Linked DNA regions of Mus musculus: all the other regions are linked to region 5. A link is a contact called in public promoter capture Hi-C and targeted proximity ligation data. All regions are on one chromosome and are shown on one strand. The core of a region is the stretch at or near the end of the contact, and the rest is flanking DNA. Distances in the headings are between cores, read along the strand shown. Region 1 holds the start of 1700018L02Rik (RIKEN cDNA 1700018L02 gene). Region 2 holds the start of Insl6 (insulin-like 6). Region 3 holds the start of Cd274 (CD274 antigen). Region 4 holds the start of Cdc37l1 (cell division cycle 37-like 1). Region 5 holds the start of Smarca2 (SWI/SNF related, matrix associated, actin dependent regulator of chromatin, subfamily a, member 2). Region 6 holds the start of Rcl1 (RNA terminal phosphate cyclase-like 1). Region 7 holds the start of Ric1 (RAB6A GEF complex partner 1).

Evidence for each region. Promoter capture Hi-C pulls out the DNA fragments that hold promoters and counts their contacts.
Region 1: a contact with region 5 is called in a promoter capture Hi-C map of pre-B cells, with 3 times the contacts expected there. A contact is called at or near these places in 2 of 39 promoter capture datasets (liver and pre-B cells) and 1 of 130 datasets of targeted methods (astrocytes).
Region 2: a contact with region 5 is called in a targeted proximity ligation map of astrocytes, with 5 times the contacts expected there. A contact is called at or near these places in 1 of 39 promoter capture datasets (pre-B cells) and 1 of 130 datasets of targeted methods (astrocytes).
Region 3: a promoter capture Hi-C map of pre-B cells shows a contact between it and region 5, with 4 times the contacts expected there. A contact is called at or near these places in 3 of 39 promoter capture datasets (hippocampal neurons, liver and pre-B cells), 1 of 130 datasets of targeted methods (astrocytes) and 1 of 9 other capture datasets (adipose tissue).
Region 4: a contact with region 5 is called in a promoter capture Hi-C map of pre-B cells, with 5 times the contacts expected there. A contact is called at or near these places in 2 of 39 promoter capture datasets (liver and pre-B cells), 1 of 130 datasets of targeted methods (extraembryonic endoderm stem cells) and 1 of 9 other capture datasets (liver).
Region 6: a contact with region 5 is called in a promoter capture Hi-C map of pre-B cells, with 4 times the contacts expected there. A contact is called at or near these places in 2 of 39 promoter capture datasets (liver and pre-B cells) and 1 of 130 datasets of targeted methods (astrocytes).
Region 7: a targeted proximity ligation map of astrocytes shows a contact between it and region 5, with 7 times the contacts expected there. A contact is called at or near these places in 1 of 39 promoter capture datasets (pre-B cells), 1 of 130 datasets of targeted methods (astrocytes) and 2 of 9 other capture datasets (adipose tissue and pancreatic islet).

What each region holds. Positions count from the first base shown.
Region 1 is chr19:29,046,231-29,048,930 of GRCm38.p6, forward strand. It overlaps 1700018L02Rik (RIKEN cDNA 1700018L02 gene), which reads left to right and starts at 1,253. Exons shown (of 1, transcript NR_028360.1): 1 at 1,253-2,499. It overlaps Ak3 (adenylate kinase 3), which reads right to left and starts at 1,731. Exons shown (of 5, transcript NM_021299.2): 1 at 1,449-1,731. The coding sequence starts at 1,599.
Region 2 is chr19:29,323,895-29,326,594 of GRCm38.p6, forward strand. It overlaps Insl6 (insulin-like 6), which reads right to left and starts at 1,424. Exons shown (of 2, transcript NM_013754.1): 1 at 1,151-1,424. The coding sequence starts at 1,421.
Region 3 is chr19:29,366,064-29,368,763 of GRCm38.p6, forward strand. It overlaps Cd274 (CD274 antigen), which reads left to right and starts at 1,375. Exons shown (of 7, transcript NM_021893.3): 1 at 1,375-1,443. It also overlaps a transcript of Plgrkt not described here.
Region 4 is chr19:28,989,039-28,991,738 of GRCm38.p6, forward strand. It overlaps Cdc37l1 (cell division cycle 37-like 1), which reads left to right and starts at 1,329. Exons shown (of 7, transcript NM_025950.4): 1 at 1,329-1,631. The coding sequence starts at 1,500.
Region 5 is chr19:26,603,873-26,606,572 of GRCm38.p6, forward strand. It overlaps Smarca2 (SWI/SNF related, matrix associated, actin dependent regulator of chromatin, subfamily a, member 2), which reads left to right and starts at 1,288. Exons shown (of 33, transcript NM_011416.2): 1 at 1,288-1,361. It overlaps Gm52395 (a long non-coding RNA gene), which reads right to left and starts at 2,638. Exons shown (of 7, transcript XR_003952911.1): 1 at 2,279-2,638; 2 at 1,377-2,177.
Region 6 is chr19:29,100,120-29,102,819 of GRCm38.p6, forward strand. It overlaps Rcl1 (RNA terminal phosphate cyclase-like 1), which reads left to right and starts at 1,256. Exons shown (of 9, transcript NM_021525.2): 1 at 1,256-1,521. The coding sequence starts at 1,386.
Region 7 is chr19:29,521,027-29,523,726 of GRCm38.p6, forward strand. Ric1 (RAB6A GEF complex partner 1) reads left to right here and starts at 1,256. Exons shown (of 26, transcript NM_001081319.1): 1 at 1,256-1,640. The coding sequence starts at 1,497. A930007I19Rik (RIKEN cDNA A930007I19 gene) reads right to left here and starts at 961. Exons shown (of 4, transcript NR_015567.3): 1 at 864-961.

The DNA.
Region 1 (2,700 bases), core at 3-2,502, 2.4 Mb after region 5:
ATAACCTTTCGATAAACTTTAATTAACTGCAGCCTTTATTATTTCTTAAGGTCGACATTAGAAGAAAACGAAAACATGCTTGAGGGGTGCAGAGGATCGAGCCAAAGAAACTGAAAACTGTGGGTTTTCACACACCCCCACCCCCACGCACACACTTGAATATCAGTGTCTTTTAAACAAACAAAAAACACCCTTTCCTAGAAACTAGCTATACACCCGCCAGGAGGGAGTGGAGAGGTAAATAAATCGCGGTAGATTCAGCAGACACAGGGTAAGCAGTGCAGTGCGGAACCGGACAACGTCTCCATATGGGATGGCAGGCTGAATGCAGTGTGCGAAAACACTGATGTGGAGTAAGTAGATGGTAACTTGATACACTGAGGTTGTAAGAAGGAGCTTTACACAAAGACATTTCCAGAAGGAGATAGACTGTTTCTCTCCGAGGTTCTGGGCTGAGGTAGGGACTAAGAGAAAACTTTGCTTTTTACTTTATACATTTCTGTCTTCCCTCCTCTCCCTGGCCTTTACTTTCTTTTTTTTAAAACCTTGAACAGGTATTATTTCTGTGTAAATAAGCTTCAAATGAATTTTCAAAATAGGCACTAGTTTGAAATTGAAGGTCAACACTATTGTGGAGAAACACATCTAGTGCAAGCTTTTAAAAAATAGTTTACAGCTGTTAGTTGGCTGGCGCCTGGAATCCCAGCACTCACTAGGGAGGCTGAGACAGGAGGATGTCAAACTTAAGTTAAAGTTATCCTTGAATACATCGAATGACACTGTCCCAAAAAATAAATTTAAAAATGCTTTTCTTAAAATAGAACTTACCACAAACCCACCCTTTGTAAAGTGTTGGCTAGATTTTTTGTGCTGAGTTAGAAGACTTTGGAAGGAGAAACACAGCAATCGTTTATGTAACTGTTACAAGGACAACTTTAGTGACTAAGAAATGTCTGGGGGCATCAAAATCTAAGCCAACTTTGTGACTGCAATGAAAATAAGTAATACTTGACCTTGCAGAGAGAAAGGTCAGAATTACAAGATCCCACGGAGCTTACCATGGGCGGGAGGGGGGGGTGTAGGGAAAAAAAAAAAAAAGAAGCTAGCCCTGGCAGAGCCAAAGCCTGCCTTCTGCATACAAGGACACGTGGAGAGACAGGCACAGCTCCCCCCGGCTGGACCCCCACCGCAGCTGCCAGCTGTGTCGAATGAGCTTCTAAAAACAAAGCCAAGGGCTTTCCTTCAGTCTTTGAACTTCCTAGTCCTTTCCTTCCCCCTCCCCCATCTACCCGAAGCTGCCCACGGAGGCCAGAGGATTCGGGGCGCAACGGCTCTTTCCCCAGGCGAGGTCGGGGAGCGCTGCACCCGCGTCGCAGGACCCTCGACCCCGGCCCGCAAAGCCCCGCCGGGACGATCGCACGCCGCCAGCCCTCGGTCTCAGCTCCCACCTGTGCCCTGCAGCATGTTCTGGCGGAGCAGGTCCCCGCTGGAGAGGTGCTTCAGCTCGAAGTGTTTGGTGATGCGTGACGACACGGTGCCCTTGCCGGAGCCCGGGGCCCCCATGATCACGGCGCGCAGCAGCCGCCCCGACGCCCCCATGGTGGCTGGCGGTGGTCCGAGCTGCGCAGACGCTGGTCTGTGGCCTGGCCTGCGCGCTCACAGGCTCCGCGGCCCTGGAGGGCTGGCAGCTGCAAGCGGGCGGTGGCCAGGACGCCCGGCTCTCCCGGAAGTGAGCGACGGCCACCGGGGCCGCCCCGCCGGCTGCTGCACCGCCCCTCCGCGCCCCTGCACCCCACTCCCTTGAGCTCCACCCGGCGCCTCTTGGCATCCCCAGACCCTCGTGCCCTGTGCTGCCTGGTCCCAGCCTGCAGGCTGCGCCCGTCTGCATTCTCCCCAGTGGACAACCTCTGAGCACCCCGTTCTACTTCTAGTCTCCCGCTGGCACCTCTGAGTGCCTGGATTTCATTTTTTTCCCCCCTCTGTGTTCACCTTTTTCACCCTTAGTCTTTTCTAAGAGCCAAGTTCTGTCCTGCTCAGACCCAACAGGAAGCAGCATGCCCCCGTGTTGTGTCCCCTCGGCCCCTCTGGTTCACCAGGTGTTCCCCACCTTTTCACACCAATCCTCCCTTGACCTTCTTCCCTCTGCCTTTTCACCCCATTTCCTTCTCCTCCAGGGGTGACCTGGAACCCTCCTCACAGAAGCTTTCATCAAGTGAAGTATGTGTCTCATCTCCCTGAATCCACTTTCAGAACCAAAAGTAGCTGTCACCGTTAACTTCCGCAGAGGTCAAACATACTAGCTCCTTCAGAAATGCATTCATTTCAGGAAGAGCTACCCAGTGCCTACTGTGTGCCACTGTACTTAGAGGCCTCCGAGAATGCTATGCTGAACAAACCCGAGTTTCTACTGCTGTCCGTTTGTTTTCTTGCTTGTTTGTCCAGGGGTGGAAGTAAGGCTTTTTGAAACAGTACTGTGAATAAAAACAATAACAAACCAGCAGGCAGCAGTGATAGACGTCTTTAAACCCCGCACCCAGGTAGAGGCAGGCAGATCTCAGGATTCCTGGCCAGCCTGATCTACAGAGCGAGTTCCAGGACAGCATGGGCTACACAGAGAAACCCTGTCTTGAAAAACCAAACAACAACTAACCAGAAGGTGTGGGAGGGAGCAGTGATGCCCTGGCGTGGGCTCTGAAAACT
Region 2 (2,700 bases), core at 174-2,673, 2.7 Mb after region 5:
GCAAAGGAAAGTAGTTTACAAGCAGTTCCACTTCATTTTATGACTCTCATTAATTCCTTATTTCCAAGTCAAGTAAGAACATTGATTTTTTTTTAAAGTTCTGATAAGTTGCTTCACTTACAAACACTGCTTTGAAAAAAACTATAAAATTAGTTAAGGGAATCTACAAACACATTTTACAACATAGGAGAAAGGCTAATATCAGAATGGCAAGGGTAGGTCAAGACCACGAGATCTCTATGCAATTCAGCACGCTAGTTCACCTTCAGTGCTGCTGCAAACCACAGAGAAGCTTCATCTGTCCCCATACTACAATCTACCTATCTGCATCGATGAGCTATCCATGCCGAGACTCATCTCATCCGCCCTTGTCCTTCCCTGTGCCCTTTATTAAGTTTTCACTTCACATGAATTGCTCCGTTGGCTTTGCTCTCCCTCTCTCAGCCCTTCTGGACGAACCTTACTGCCCTACGCTGTTGCTTCTTTTCCCCTCCTGTTCAGCACATCCTGACCTCCTCGCTCTTCCCCGTATAATTCAGACAGCAGTGTCTTTCCCCTAAATAAACTTTTCCTCTAAATAAACGCCCCCAATCCCATCCCATCCTATCTATGTGACTAGTTCCTCATCACCTATATCTATCTTCTGACAATGCCCCCGACAGTGGTTAATTTCAAATGAGCAAGAATTTATTTGACTCGTGATTTGAAGATGCTCCAGGGTCCAAGGACTTTTCCTGTAGCATCATCCCATAGCGGAGGTGCCGGAAAAGGAGGATGAAGTGATCTTGCAACAGATTCACTCAGGACAATCCACTTCTGTGATAATGGCCTGACTCCGTTTCAAGAAAATTTAATTCCCTCACTTCACTTCCTAACGCTGCCCTGGAGATTAAGCTTATAACACACGGAATTTGGGGTATACATGAAACCTAAGGCCATCTTTTTAATAAGGCCTACTCTGAACAAATTATTTCTTCTAAGTCTAAAGTGAACTTCATATAAGTCTGTATGGTTTTTAAAACTGTATTCACACGTACACTAGGTACAAATTCTATTTCCTACAGAAATTCACTGGCAGAGCAAAGTCAAGGATAAGAAAAGAGGAGTTTGCACACTGATAAGCTACCAAGCCTTCCCTTCAGAGTTTTACCTGGGTTTGTGAATCTTCTCCAGGCGGAGGAAGAAGGGTGAGGGTTGAAGGCTTTGCCCTTGCGTGAGTAGTGGGGAAAGAACTGTGTCATAGGACTTTGCTCCTCCATCTCGAACCGGCTCCAGTCACTTTGGCCACAGAGTTTTATAACTTCTATCAGCAGGTGCCTGCCGCACAGCTTCCTGGGTCTGGATTCCTCTTCCTCTTCCCTGGAGAAAGGAGTCAGTAGGAGTCCAAGCCACAACAGACAAGAACAGCACAGCTGCTTCATCCCTGGGCTCCGCCACAGGGCCGGGCGCGCTGCAACGGCCGTCGCCCCGCCCCCGCCCCGCCCCGCCCCGCCCCGCCTTCGCCACCCACCACGCCCCCAGCCACGCCCCTCTCCGCACCGCCCTCGGGTTGCCCTCCCTCGCAGGCAATCTTCTCCAGAACACTTTGGTTAGGTGCGGGGTGTTCCAGGCTTACATGGACTTCCGGCTTGCAGAAAGTTGAAATTAACAGGCTCTTTTGGCCTCAGAAATGCAAGTTTTAAAATGTCTTCTTTTCCTAACTTTATTCATTCATTTTCCTTGTCGTCAAAGTTGAAATTAACAGGCTCTTTTGGCCTCAGAAATGCAAGTTTTAAAATGTCTTCTTTCTCTGACTTTATTCATTCATTTTCCTTGTCGTGCGCTCCAAGAAACTGCCTCATGAAATATGAGAACCTAGGACTCTGAGATGCAGCATCCCCCCCACACCTGGAATGTGATCTTCTTTTTGCCTAGTGTTTACAGGAGCCATTTCTTCCCTTCGGAGAAACTTATCTCCTTCATGGATTATATTTTTTAACTTTAAAAAATTGGTACTGGAACTAGAGAGATGTCTTGGCAGTTAGGAGAACTTGCTCTTGCCGAGGATCCGGGGTCGCTTCCCTGTACCAACAAAGCAGCACATGGTAGTCTGTAACTCCGGTTCAGTACCAGTCATACTCGTGGTGCATATACAGACATGCAAGCAAACACTCATACATATCAAATAAAATAAATAAACCCTTTTTAAAAATTACTCATTCCATCGCGGTGTCTTCTCACATCTATCGCACTGTACTTCACTCTCTCTTACTCGCCTCCCTTAACCACCCTCTCCCAGTTCCTGCCTTTAGTAATTCCCCTTTTTGCTTTTTTTTAATTACATGTCCTCTATTAATTGATTGCCTCCTACCTTCTTTAAGCACTCATCCCTCTCGGAATCCCTTTTGTAGTTTCATGACCTACAAACACAAACATTTAAGCATACACATATATAAACACACAAATACATAGTTTTAAGTCTAGATTCTACATGTACATAAAAGCATCATTTAGTATCCGGTTCCCGGTAAAAATTGCCTTAATTTATTTATATGAGCACATTCTTTTTTACAATAAATTATCATCACCATTATTATTATTATATTATTATTATTATTATGATGTTTATTTACTGCTGATGTGTGTGTATAAGTTGGATCCAGTTCTCTCCATGCACCATATGGGACCCCAAGATCGTTGTCACATTGTCAGGCTTGGCAG
Region 3 (2,700 bases), core at 125-2,624, 2.8 Mb after region 5:
ACCCCAATGACTTCCAAGTTAAAAATGGAGATGCTTTGAGAATGTGAAAATCTCATTACAACTAAGCCAGCGGACACCCCAGTATTCACCCAGTGCACTACTTTGGAATAGTAGTTTTAGTAAGTAAGTGGGGGAAAGCAGAGAATGAAGAAGGCCCTTGAAGTCCAACAGTGAAATGTTTAAAGATGACAGTGCTCTGTGGAGTTCCCAAGGTTTTGTCTTGGAAAAAGTCCACACTTCCAGTTCGCAGAAAGTCTTTCTCAACATCATTTAGAATAGACTTCCCCCACCTGGATCCCGAGACTGGCCGTGATCCACAGCGTTCACAAAGGGCACGGTTCGAGATGGGAAGTTCTTGAACGGCAAGACAACTGGTTTCATTATGTCGAGGAACTTTGAGGAAGTCACCAAATCCACGATTTAAAAATATATTTCCTATTATACAGACACACCTACTTTCTAGAATTAAAACTGAGTCATTTGCTTGATATTAACTCTATAGGTTGTATAACTCTATATGTAAAGTCATGTCAAGACTGTCACGTATCCACGTATCCAGAAAGGGCTTGAAAGAGATGGGGAATCGGATGGTAATTTGAAGTGTCTGGATTCTGAAGATAAAATTTAAGTCAGAGATCTTATGACTTCAGATATTTTGCTTCTAAAGCGCTCACTGCTCAAGCCTGAAGATTTGAAATTCGGGTCCTCATTACCCATAATAAATGCAGTGATGGCCCATTTCTGAGACCCTAGCCCTGGCAGCAGGGGCGCGGATGGGGATCCCTGGACCACGCTGGCCGGCTAGTTTGGCCAGCTGCGAGCCCGAGGTTAGGTAAGAGAGACCCTCTTTCAAAAATCAAGGTGGGAGCTGTAGAGGAAGGCAACCTATGTGGATCTCCAAGCACACGCTCCCCCCCACCCCCACCCCCGACCTCAGGTTCCACTCCCACCCAAAATAGAGCTGAGTTGTTTACTCTGGACTGTTTCTTTGAGGGAACCTGATTTACAAGAAAGCTAATGCAGGTTTCACTTTCACTTTTAGTTTCGTTTTTAAATAGTGTTTGTTTGTTTTTGTTTTTATCGACAGCCTCTCAGTAGCAGCCCGGTTGTCTTGGAGCTCTCTCTATAGACCAGAGACTCACCTGCCACTGGCTCCTGAGTACTGGAATTAAGGCGTGTGTCACCGCACCGAAGCCTAGTTTCGTTTTTTCTTAAACTGTGAATATCCCAAAGCTGACTCTAAAGTCATCCGCAGGAAATACTATGAGATAAACTCATGCTCAAAGGGACTGGGTGGCTTCGGTTTCACAGACAGCGGAGGTTGGACAAGGCTTCCGCGGAGTGGGCGGGGCTCTGAACTCGAGATAAGACCAGGAAATCGTGGTCCCCAAGCCTCATGCCAGGCTGCACTTGCACGTCGCGGGCCAGTCTCCTCGCCTGCAGGTAAGGGAGCATCTTCTCGCGGAATCCGCTTGCAGGGCACTTTAAAGAGCCAGAATCCCTAGACCTTTTTAGGACGGAGAAGGGAACCGGTTTCCTGGGAAAGTTAAGAACTCAGAATCCGCAGTTTTGTGTGTTTATGGATCTTGTGGGTAGGTAGCTGGGTCAGAAGAGATGAATTAATTGGTCCTAGCGCGACTTGACTGTTTGCTAGCAATGACTGGGTCTTTCCACTTGAAGCATCTCCGGAGGTCCCTTCCTCTGTCGAGGTCTAGGATGCTGGAGCTTAAGATTTTCATTCTATCTGCCCAGAGAACCTAAAGGATTTTTGGAAGAAAATGTCCCAAACAGTTCTTAGATACAGTGACCTAGGCTATGTTAAAGTTTAGGTTGGGGTTGTCATAAGAGGTGAAAGTACAATATTCTATCTTTTTTTAAAAATAAATTATTACAGGTGCTTTCCTATGAATTACTTAGCCAGTTTTTTTTTAATTGCTATATTCCATTGTGCTGGGTTATTAAAGGGCATCACTCTCCCACTGAGGAATGCACAGGTTAGTAATAGTGCCTTACTAGCTCAGTCATCCACTGACCATCTGTGTATGTGACTGTCTGGAATATGGCTAGGTATTTCATTTAGATAAACTCTTATATGTATAAGTACTTCATTATGTTTGAGTGTCTGAAAGGCCTTTGTGTAGAAAAAAAAAAAACAACAACCTGAGAATACATTCCAGAAAGTATCCGCAGCTGATGATGATAGTGACCAAGCGGTGTTTAAGGAGAACTTTATACAGGGAAAATATTCACCTTTCCCAGCTGAGCATCATAGATAGGAAGACATGATAGTGGTTATATGCTGCTCTAAGGAGGGATGGAGAAGGGATGGATTTGAGCACAGGGTTCAGGATCATTTGATAGAATTTGAAAACTGGGTAAATTTTCACTCTTTTGAGAAAGGAAGTTTGCATCTGCTTCCCCTCCCCGCCCCAGGCACTCTTCCCCCCCCCATCCCCCCCCGTGCCCCCCCCCCCCATGGGAAGATAAAGAAGTGGCGTTCCAAGATCTTCATCTGGACTTCCCCTGGGACAAACCTATTTCCCCATCTTGAATGAGCGTCACTTCTTTACTTTAAACTCTGTTCTGTGAAAGGCTCTCAGCTCTTGTCTGGGAATTTGTGAAAGGTTACAGTTTCTTGCCGGAGGGAGGGAGAAGGTGACCCTGGACTCTTAGCCCATGTAAGAGGTGCAGGTTTAGAGG
Region 4 (2,700 bases), core at 79-2,578, 2.4 Mb after region 5:
CCTTCTGTGTAGCCCAGGTTGGTGGTGAACTTGAGAATCCTCATGTCTCAGCCTTTCCCAGGATTACAGACTTGTTCATTTCAGAGATATTTCCACATCAGCACGCTGAGATCTACTCTTCCATTGCTTCTACTTACTTATTTTTAGCTTTCTTTTACCACCCCAAAACTGTCTTTGTATTAGATTCCGCTGTAAAAATACTGTTGGGTATTTTCCTGATCATGAAAGAGCTGAACTGAAGCACATAGGCTTTTCATGTCATCCCTCTTCCTTAAATGTTACACAGCATGCTTAACAGCATTTTTCTCATCTATCGCTCGACCATTAGGATTAACGAGCCTTTAGCGTTTGCCAGTCAGGGCTAAGGCAGATGACTCAGTAGGTAAAAATGGTAGCTGAGCAAGCATGAGGACGGTAGTTCAAATACCCAACAAACCTGCACCTCTAATCCTAGCTCTAAATGGGCTGAGACAGAAGGCTTGGTGTCAGTTCTCTGAGCTCAGCGAGAAGAAACCTTGTCTCAAGGGAATGCTGTGAAAAATAACAGAGCAGGAGAACTGATGTGGTCCTCTGGCCTACCCTTGTGAACCTCACGCCCCCACACACCCCTACCTACAGTTTGCCAATCAATCAAAGCTTGAAAGACTGATAGTCTGTCGTCTTATCTGATTGCGAATAGACAACAAGCTAAATTGTTAAACGTGCGGGTTGTGAAGTTAGACTTTCCTAGTTCCTAGGTGTCTGTTTCCCTCTCCCTGGTCCTAGAAACTAAAATCAGGGCCTTGCCTGTGTTAGTTAAATGAGCACTCTACTGCCAGGGTACATTCCCAATCTTTGAGTTTTTCGCTTAAAATGTGTTCTCGGGCTATGGTGGGTCATTTTGTCTCAAAAAGAAAAGGGACAGTGAGTACTCGGATCTTCACGATTCTAAAAAGACACGAGGAACGGAAAGCCCTCTGATACGTCTACTACTTGTCTCAATTCTTTACAAATGTGCTTGCCCCAGTATTTTATTTTTAGTGTCCTCCTCCGCTGTAGCAGGGTTTGGAGAACAGTCTTGTCGCGGGTAATTTGAAGTTAAAGGAAAGTTGGCTGTGCTTTCTAAATCGGTCCCCCTCGACTCCGACTTAGATTGCTCTACACGAAGGAGCTTTTGAAATAGAAGAGGGACAAGTCAGAACACCCTTTGAACGCCCGGATCCGAACCTGCAGAAACCCTAGTTAGCTTTCCCGGACTTAAACTCCAGACTTTGCTTCTTCGTCCAGACGTGGCCACGCCCGGTCACGCCCCCGGAAATGACGTCCCGGCCGGCTACTTCTTCTTCCGCAGTCCGCCGGCGGCACAGTCCAGGCCTGCTCCGGGGGTGCATCGGCTTCGCCAGGGGCAGAGGGATTCTGGGTAACGACCGTGGCCGGCCGGGCGGCTGGCTCCGCCCAGCAGGTTCCACTCACGCCAGGGCCGTTGGCGCTGGCGGTTGCCGGGCCCGGACCAGTGGGACATGGAGCAGCCGTGGCCGCCACCGGGCCCCTGGAGCTTCCCGAGGACTGGCGGGGAAACCGAGGAGGAGAGTGACTTAGACGTGTCCCCCTCTTCGTCCCACTACTCTCCGGTACCGGACGGCGGCGCCCAGGTGAGAGCGGCCTGCGTTCTGCCGGGGGCGGGGGATGGGAAATGTCTGCGGGCATCGCGGGGGAGCCTGATGCCAAGCCACAGCTCTGGCAGCATCTTCCGCGAGAAAAGGAGGCGATCACGCGCGCATTCCCGACCTCCACGTCCACGCACACTTGTCCCTGCACCGGGGCTGGTTGCCCCTCACCTTTGCGAGAGGTTCCTCCTCCCCCTCTCTGCTGCTGTCTGCGTGGAGCTTTGGGGGCCGCTCAAGTGTATAACATTGACCCTTTGTCCTCTGGTGCGTGCTTTCATCCGAGCCTTTATTACGAGCTCCAGCTACTTTGTGCACAGTTGATAGGAACAGAGAGTGATTGTACTTCTAAAATAGTACACCGAGTCCTGACATAAACATCTCACGTGCTCTTTGCCGCGCTGACATCTCAGCAAATTCTGTAAGCCTTGCCTTTGACGCTGGCACACACCTCCGTTTCTATCATTGGTCCTTTACTGTATTCATAGTTTGATTCCGCGTCAGCCTCCGGTGAAAACATACAGCCACCGAATTGGCTTTCAGGCTTCTTCCCGAAGTTTCTGATACTACATGTGTTTTTCAACCCAGCTTTCTTGCCTCGGAAACTGTCAAGTGTTATATGCCAGTTATGGCTTTTATAGGGGTGCTGTGCTATGCTGCGAACATCACCTTCTCCCGACTTTTCACCTGGGTGTGTTTTGAACCAGATTTCAAAAGCATAGACTGAACACTAATCTTTTCAATGAAATTGATTGTAGGTGTCTGATTTCCAGGCGTTTTTGCAAAAATGTGGTCCAATATTATAATAGCTTTTCTTAAAGATGACTGGTTTAAATTGTCTGCCCGCAAGTCAGTCAGCTGAGTTGATTGGGCTCACCCACAGTATGCTGTTTCATAACCACAGACTATGGTCAGCCAACTAGTCATAGGGAAAGTAAGGCAAAATGAGAATTGATGGGTCAGTAGTCACCTAGTTACGGATCACTAGTATCATCTGTGTATACTTAGTATTGCAGAGGGAGAAAACGAAAAGTTGCTGGTGTCAATTTGGACAGGC
Region 5 (2,700 bases), core at 38-2,537:
TATAATAGGCCTCTGATTTAAAATCTCCTAACATTCTTTCACACTTCATAAAACTAAAAATAAAACCGCCTCACCAAATAGTGACCTAGGGTCCGGCAGACATACTGTATTTCAAGGAAAACTGAAACACTAGCTCTCCAAACCACTACGTGCAGGCAAATTGCAGTTTGTAGCCTTAATTGGTCTTAAATGTGGGGTGGAAGAGAGAGGAGACTTCGGTCTGTAGAGATTGAGATTTATTTCCCTTTTTAAATCAAAAGCAGATCCCATGGTTCAGCTGCCCCCTGACTCTCCCGCCCTACCCTCGCGGGTCGTTCTCTCCTCCCACATTTTTATGTATATTTTATTCGAAGACGACAGGTGAGGGGAGGTGAAAGTGCTTCGTGCCTTTCCGAAGTAAACAGAGGGGTTAGGAGGGTTTATCTGGGTTTATTTATTTACTAGGCGGCCGGCCTCTCAGCTGTTTCTCTTCTCTGGCATTTGGAAGCTTGCAGTCCTTTAGGGATGAGACAGATTTGGCAAGCTCGCTCTTTGTGCCGCCTCCCTTTTCACTGGGGGCTGGGGATGGGTGGGAAGAACGCAAATTTATGACAGCCTTGAGAGAAACGGGGAGGAGGCGGGGGTCGAAAAAGTTTCAGCTCGTATGATAATGCCCATTCCCTCCCACCCCCGCGGCCAACACTGCCACAAACAGCTTTGGTGCCACCCGGAGCCCTGCCCCCGCCGTCCCCTCCCTTTCTCTCTGCAGGCTCGAGCTGGCAGGCGCAGGCACACTTAAATTCCAGCACGGTCTCCACATTCCCCAGAACTACTACGCTCGATTACTACGGCTGCCCTCCCCTTCGCTTCGGGGGGTTCCCCCAGTCTCCTCGGAGAAGCTCGGAAGGCTACTGCCAGCTAAAGGATGTGCGGCTCCCGAGTCCAGCAGGGCTGCGGGCTGGTTGCTTGTCCTGCGCAGTTTCTCTGCTCCAGGCACAAACACGGCGGAGAGCCGGCGCCTCGCAGACACACACAGATCCACGCATACAGTAGAGCTGTCTAGATCCACATTCTTGCACACCGCCCCCTGCTCCCCCCGCGCGCTCCCGGAGTCGCTGAGCAGGGCGAGTGACAGGAGCGTCCCACCAACCCGCGCCGGGCCGGGCAGGGAGGAGCGGCTCGCGGGGCCAACTGCGGCGCGTCTTCCGGCGCCCGTGGAGGCGGCGAGGGTGGGACGCGGGGCGGAGCCCGAGTTTAGGAAGAGGAGGGGACGGCTGTCATCAATGAAGTCATATTCATAATCTAGTCCTCGCTCCCTCTGTTTCTGTACTCTGGGTGACTCAGAGAGGGAAGATTCAGCCAGCACACTGCTCGCGAGCAAGGTAAATATAACTTACAACTCCTTTCTCTTCTCTCCACGGCTCCGGCCTTACAGCAGCCGCAGCGGCCGCCGAACCCCTTGGGCACCGCGCCGCCTTCGCCCCGGATTATGCATCCTTATCCTAATCATTATTTATTGTGCATGCTGGAAGACCAAAACAAACAGGCGGGCCAACCGCTACAACAACAAAAAAGCCCGCCTCTTCCCCGCGGGCCTCAGGTGGAATGCTCTAACCACAGCTCCCGGGTGGCGATAAAAGAAACAAAGTTTCAACCGAACCTCGCCGTTCTAATAATAACAGTAATAATTACTACTTCGAGGGGGCAAGGAGAAGAAATCCCAACATGTCACAGCCTTGACCCTGGGCAGGTTGACAGTGATGCGCTGCCAACTCAGGGTTGCAACACACTCTCCGCCAGGTTGCATCCCCCCCCCCCTCCTATCCCCTAAAAAGCAGAGGTGGGGAGGGCTAGTGGCAAGAGGAGAGGGGGATTTGGGAACTCCGGGCCGGGGGGCGGAGGGGTTGGGAGGCGGGGGACTGGAAACGCGACAGTTCACCCCGAGCCATCCTCCCCGTTAGAGTTGGAAGGGAACAGGAAAGGAGGGAAGGAGGGTGAGGAGCCCGGGCTGGCGGCAGGGCGCCAACCAACACGGCTGCTATTCGCCTCCCGGGGACTTGTTTAAAGGGCTCCGGCTGCGGGGACGAGAGCAGATCTTGGCGGTAGTAGTCTGGGATGGCGCACTGAGCGGGCGGCGGCCACTACCACAGGGTTGGTGCCTTGGGGCTCCGAGGTGTCACCTCCACTCCCGGGGTTCCCTAGGGCAGGGAAGGGAATGTTGATTGGTGACAGGCCTTTAGGTGAAAGGGTTGGCCCCGGGGGCTATGGCCGTGGCGCCGCGGACCCTCTTGTCTGGTACCTAGAGGCAGCGCGGGCTAGGATGTTGAAGTTCGGGGTGTCCAGCCCGGGTCTCATTACAGAGGGTGGAAGGAAGCCCCAAGGAAAGAGGTCCGAGGTGTCCACTAGGCTCTGTTAGCCTCCCCTCCCCTCTCTGGGTTTGTTTTCTTTTGCTTGGTGTCTTTCCTTGGCAAGCGCCGAGGAAGCTGCAGACGCGGGGCGCCTGGGATGGTCTGAGTGTCAGGGGCGCACAGGGACCCGGGAGAGCCACGGCGGCTGAGGGCTGGGGAGGCCATGATCCGGATAATCCTCTCTGCCTGACTGTCACAACAGGACCCGCACGCACCCGGGCAGCGGCCGCGGCGTTCGCCCGGGAAGGGGAAGGGCTGCAGTGGGGAGGAAACAGGGGGTGGCGAAGGAGGGAGGCGGGGAGAGCCGGTGGGA
Region 6 (2,700 bases), core at 6-2,505, 2.5 Mb after region 5:
AAAAATCCATTCCTGATGTGAAAGTACCCCTGGTGCTTTAGTATTCTTCACAACAACGTTTAGAGGAGAGCCTATGGGTCCTGGAGCTTTTCCAAAGAACGCTGCCTGTCAGATGCCGCTTAGCTGTGTAAAGGCAGTCTTAACAGAATGGCGTTGTGGTAAGTGGGTTAGCTGCCTCAGTGGATTTCAGGGCTGATCCGTAGACTCTTCTCTGATGGCCACTGATGCTCCTCGGGGTTTCCTTGGGACTCTCACTCGCTTAGGATGGCCCCCTTTTTTTTCTTTCTCCAGCTTCTACTCCATCCTTCACTGTGCTTTCTGGGACTTAAGGTCTGGGGTTACAGCCCGTGAATGGCTGGCTGTAAACCTAACACTAAGACCACTGCGTTCCTAAGTTGGTAGTCATTTGATTGTTTTTTTAATGGAGGCGTGAAACAGTACAATATTTAGAAAGGTTTTGTAGTGCAAGCTTGGATGACAGGACAGATGGAAAAGCAAGATCTCCACCCACCCATCCCCCGTGCATGCATGAGCATGTATGTCTTGAAGTTATTGCAACTGTCCATTTTGAGTCATGCGAGGTTACAGATATGTCTTGACACCAAACTCAAAGAATATGAACGAAGGGGCAGCTGAGAAAGGGACAAAGAGAGGCCCCTCATTACAAAATAAGCAGCGGTCTCTTGTCTAAAGGCTCGGGGTCCTAGTTCAGGCAGCCTCTGACAGCTTGGCAATTTCCCGGGAGTGAAAGATTGCAGGCTGCACCTCAGAGGATTTCGGCTCAGACCCAGACAAGGCGCCTACAACAGGGTAAGCGTGTCAATCCTGTTCTCTTCGGTGGCAGGAAAACGCGGGAGAGGCTAGCTAGCATCCTTGCCCGGGGCTGCCGTAGGTACGTTGCTAAGTACCACCAGCTGTGGGCACCCAGGCGGAGCCATTGCCTCCTTTATCGCATAGGCCGTGAAAGTCCGGCACAGACAGACAGACAGACCCCCAAGGCGTCTGGGCGCCGGGGTTTCCCCGCAGCACTAACTGGGTCCCTCCAGCCGCGCGCTGTTGCTGGGGCCCGGGCACCGCCCTCTTTCACTACCGGCCAATGGCAACGCGGCATGAGCACCGCCCAGCTACAGCGCAGACCAATGGCGACGCAGAGAGGGCAACACCCAGATCCCTCGTGGGCCAATGGTAGTGTGCCTCGGAGGCCGGGCCGCCCCAGCCAGGGGAGGAGGCGGGCGGGCGGCCGCTGGCTCCGCCCCGCTCCCCTCTGACCCGGTGTCTAGTCGCTCTGTCTTCCTGTTCTAAACCACGTGGACGCGTCGGGGGCTGCCTTGGTCCTGGTCGCGCTCCCGGGTCCCGGGTCCCGGGCCTCTGCGGACGGCGCGCACATGGCGACCCAGGCGCACTCACTCAGCTACGCGGGGTGTAACTTCTTGCGCCAGCGGCTGGTCCTGTCCACCCTGAGCGGGCGACCGGTCAAGATCCGCAGGATTCGCGCCAGGGACGACAACCCGGGCCTCCGAGGTGACTTGGGAGGGGGCGCGAGGAGGGAGGACCCGGGGTCGTAGCCCGGAGTGGCCACTGGGCGCGTGGGAGGGATGGTGGTCGGGCGACAGATCTGTCCGCGAGCTGCGCCACGCGTGGAAGGATGCCCTGTGGCTCCTGGGCACGGGTAGTAAACAGCTGCACGTTTTCCTGGCTAGCTTGTTGCTACGAATCGTAGGCATCGCCCACTCGCTTCCCTCTCTTGAGTCTCTTGCTTTCGCCATAAACCTCCCTGGAGAAAAACAAACAGTTTATTGGACCAACATCTAGTGATTGAGTGAGACATTAGAGAGAAAAGTACCACAGATTGGTTTCCCAATCTCATCCAAAGCAGGTCTCTGAAACCGCTGCCCCGCTTGGACACCAGTTTTTGTCGCCATTATTTATCTCCTCCCCCCCCCACCACACCCCCGCCCTATCTCTTCGGAAGTGTATTATAAAATTTTATTTTTAAACGATGCGCTTGTTTCTATTAGTCACCGATGTGCGCAGTAGCGAAGCTTTGTAATAGGGTTTTGTTTTGTTTTTCTTGAACCGGAGTCTCATGTTGCTCAGGTTGCCTTCAAACTATGTATGTAACTGAGGATGCCCTTCAAGTCCTGTTCCTTCTACCTCCCCACCTCCCGAGTGCTGGGATTACAGGTCTGCTCCTGAGCGCTCAACCAAGATAGTTTTTACGTCGTAGACGTAGTTGTCTTGGCTTAAGGAAAAGGAAGGCCAAACATTAAACTGCAGGCTTCAAAGGTCTTATTGATTTATCTGTCTCACAAAGGTAGATAGATAGGTTGAACCCATCATTTGAACCCGCGTCTTGTTAAATGGCTTTGGTTTGCAGCTGTTCCCCTAGAATTTAGGTGCGTGTTCAAAAGTGTCTCCAAGATCCCTTCTGATAAAGACAATTGAACCAATTAAAACCAAAAAGAGAAAAAAAAAAAAAACTATCAGTAGCCTGAAAGGGGGGGGGGGGTTGTAGTTCGTTCAGGAGACCTCCTGGGTCAGGCTGGTATGTTTATTTTTGCGAGGTTTTTTTTTTTTTTTTTCTTTTCTTACTAGAGGGCTAGATTATTTCATCATGTCTGAATTTTTTTTTAATAATTTCATTGCTACCACTGTAAACGTTTTGTGCATGGTGATGGAAATAGGTTAGGAAAGAAAAAA
Region 7 (2,700 bases), core at 6-2,505, 2.9 Mb after region 5:
AAGATCACAGGAGGAGAATCCCACCCAGAAGCTCACCAGTAAGTGAGGTCAAAAAAAAAAACAATTAAAAATTACTTAGAAACATCTACACTGCCCATGATTGCAGACACACTGGTGAGGCACATGAACACACTGAAGTAGAGGTAGAGCAAACATTCTCAATGGAATTGCAGCACATTTTCACTTCCTCTGCCACGTGTACAACTCTGTCTGAAAAGTACTAGACAACGAAGTTCTTCTATGATTTTATATTGGCAAGGCAGAGACCTCTCTGGACCTCTTGATTTATCCAGCGGGTGTAACTCGGATCATCAAGATTCCGTCCACACAGATGAAAATCTGAAAAATAGTTTTCAGGTCTGCTCTGCTTAAAATATCCCAGGAATGCTGTGTTGGCCTGTGGGACACACCAGGACAGAGATTCTAGGAGATCCTCTGGAAACAAAAGGCTAGTGAGCTGGGACTTTAGTCAACGTCTTCGAAAAGCAAGCGTTAGAACAATTACGGAAAGTTACATTGTTATTAAAATCCGGATTGTTACTTTGTTGTTACTTTTAAACTTTGAAAGAGTTACAAAAAGCTGCAGCTATTTTTAAGGTTCCAGGTCCAAAAGTTGAGCACCCCTTCATTCCTCCCAACCCCCAAATTAAAAACATCAATACGGTATCTCCAGTCTGGATCAACACAAAACCTAAGTCCATTTCTTTTCCTGAACAGTTTACTGGGGCTGCAAAAGACCCCATCTGGCTTCGCCTAGCATTAATAACTAAACAGGCAGACAAGACTGAAGCACTTTAGTGACTGAATAAAGAGCCTGCCTAGAATGTAAGCTCTGTACGGCCAGGGACATCACCAGCTCTCACTTTAAACCGCAGCACACAAAGGATTTGTGGGTACAGACTCGAACCCCAAGCCTTGGAGTCGCAGAGACCCAGCTCCAAGCGCAGCCCGGGAGTCACGTGACGCGCGCTCCGCTCGCCCCGCCCCCTTCAACCCCGGAGGTCGCGCCAATCCAGGGATCGTGCAAGTGGGCCCGGCCGCTCCGATTGTCACTGACTGAGCCTGTCGCCTCATCCCGGTCCCCAGCTCCACGCGCCAGGTCGCCAGCCAGCAAGGCGTCCCGAGCCCTCGACGTCCTGCCCCGCGGCCTGCGTTCTGACGCGGGGCGGTCCGAGGGAGCCGGGCGGAGCCTCCCCGCGCCGTGCGGCGTGCTGACGCGAGCGGCGAGCGGGGCGGGCCGGCCTCGGCTCCTCCCGCCGCGGGCCCACTGGCCGCCCGCCTCCCCCACCCTCGGCCGGTCAGCGTCCCAGACTGCGTCGCGCAGCATCGCGTCGGCCCGGCCCGGCCCGGCCCCCGGGCAGATGCCCCGAGTTGCCGCTGTCGCCGCCGCCGACTCGGCCGGTGGCGGTGTGGGAGGTGGGCGCCTGGCCCGGGGCCGCCGAGCGTGACAGACACGGCCGGGGCCGCCGGGGGGCTGTCGGGGCCGCGCGCGGACCATGTATTTCCTGAGCGGCTGGCCCAAGAGGCTGCTCTGCGCGCCGCGGAGCCCGGCCGAGGCGCCGCTCCACGTCCAGTCTGACCCTCGGAGAGCGTTCTTCGCCGTGCTGGCCCCGGCCCGCCTCAGCATCTGGTACAGCCGAGTAAGTAGGCGCCGGCGTCCCGACTTCCCCCGAGCGGCCCCTGTCCGGTCCCGACTTCCCCAGAGAGGCCCGGATCTAGTCCCGATTCTCCCCGAGCGACCCTGGCCCCGTCCCGACTCCCTCCGAACGACCACCGTCCGGTCCCAACTAACCCCGGGCGAACCCAGAACCATCCTGATCACCCTCCCTATAGTGACCCTGGAACTGGCGCGACTGCCGCCGAGCGACCCCGGACCGGTCCCGACTTCCCCCGAGCGACCCCGGCCAGTCCCGACTCCCTCCGAGGGAGCGACGGCGGTCCCGTCCCAACTAACTACCCCCGAGCGACCCCAGCCGGTCCCGACTTACCCCGAGCGACCCTCGCTCTCGAGTTGGAGCCGCGCGCGGACAGTCTCCACTGCACCCCAGTCCCCGCGTGGCACCCACAGCCGCGCGCCAGGCCTGGAGCTCCCTGGCGGAGCCCAGACTTGCCTGCCTCTCTGCCCCCATTGCCGCCGAGCCAATCTGTTGGAGCGTCCCCCAGCACTCCGGCAGCTGTGGCGTCCCCGCTCCCCCACCCCCCACCCCTGCTTTAAAGGTTGTTGTTTAGTGGAGTTCCGGAAAGCCTGTTGGTCTTTACCAAGTGTCAGAATTTACAGTCCTGTGGTAATTGATTTCTGAAAACTTAAAGACTTGTTGGGTTTGAGTGTAGATATCTGGTAACTTTAGCTCCGGGTCTCCCCCACACATCACGGACTCCAGTCCTTTTCTTGGCTGCTCTTGGACTCTGGAGAGCTCTGCTGGGATGGTTGGAGAGTCGGGGAGCTCACGTCTGTCCGCGCCGCACCTGGAAATTATTATTTCCAGGCTTAGAAAGAGCATGGGGTCAGAATTCTTTGCTTTCAGCCTGGCTTTTTTTTTTTTTTCCTCCCGTGCCTTGAGTTCCGAGTAGATAAGAGAATTAACTTGAAAAAGTAAGGGGTGAATGGGCTAGCCCCCGTCCGGTTTTTGTTGCTCCTGGACATCTGTAAAAATTACAGAATTCTGAGTTTTAAGATCCCCCCCCACACACTGCATTCAG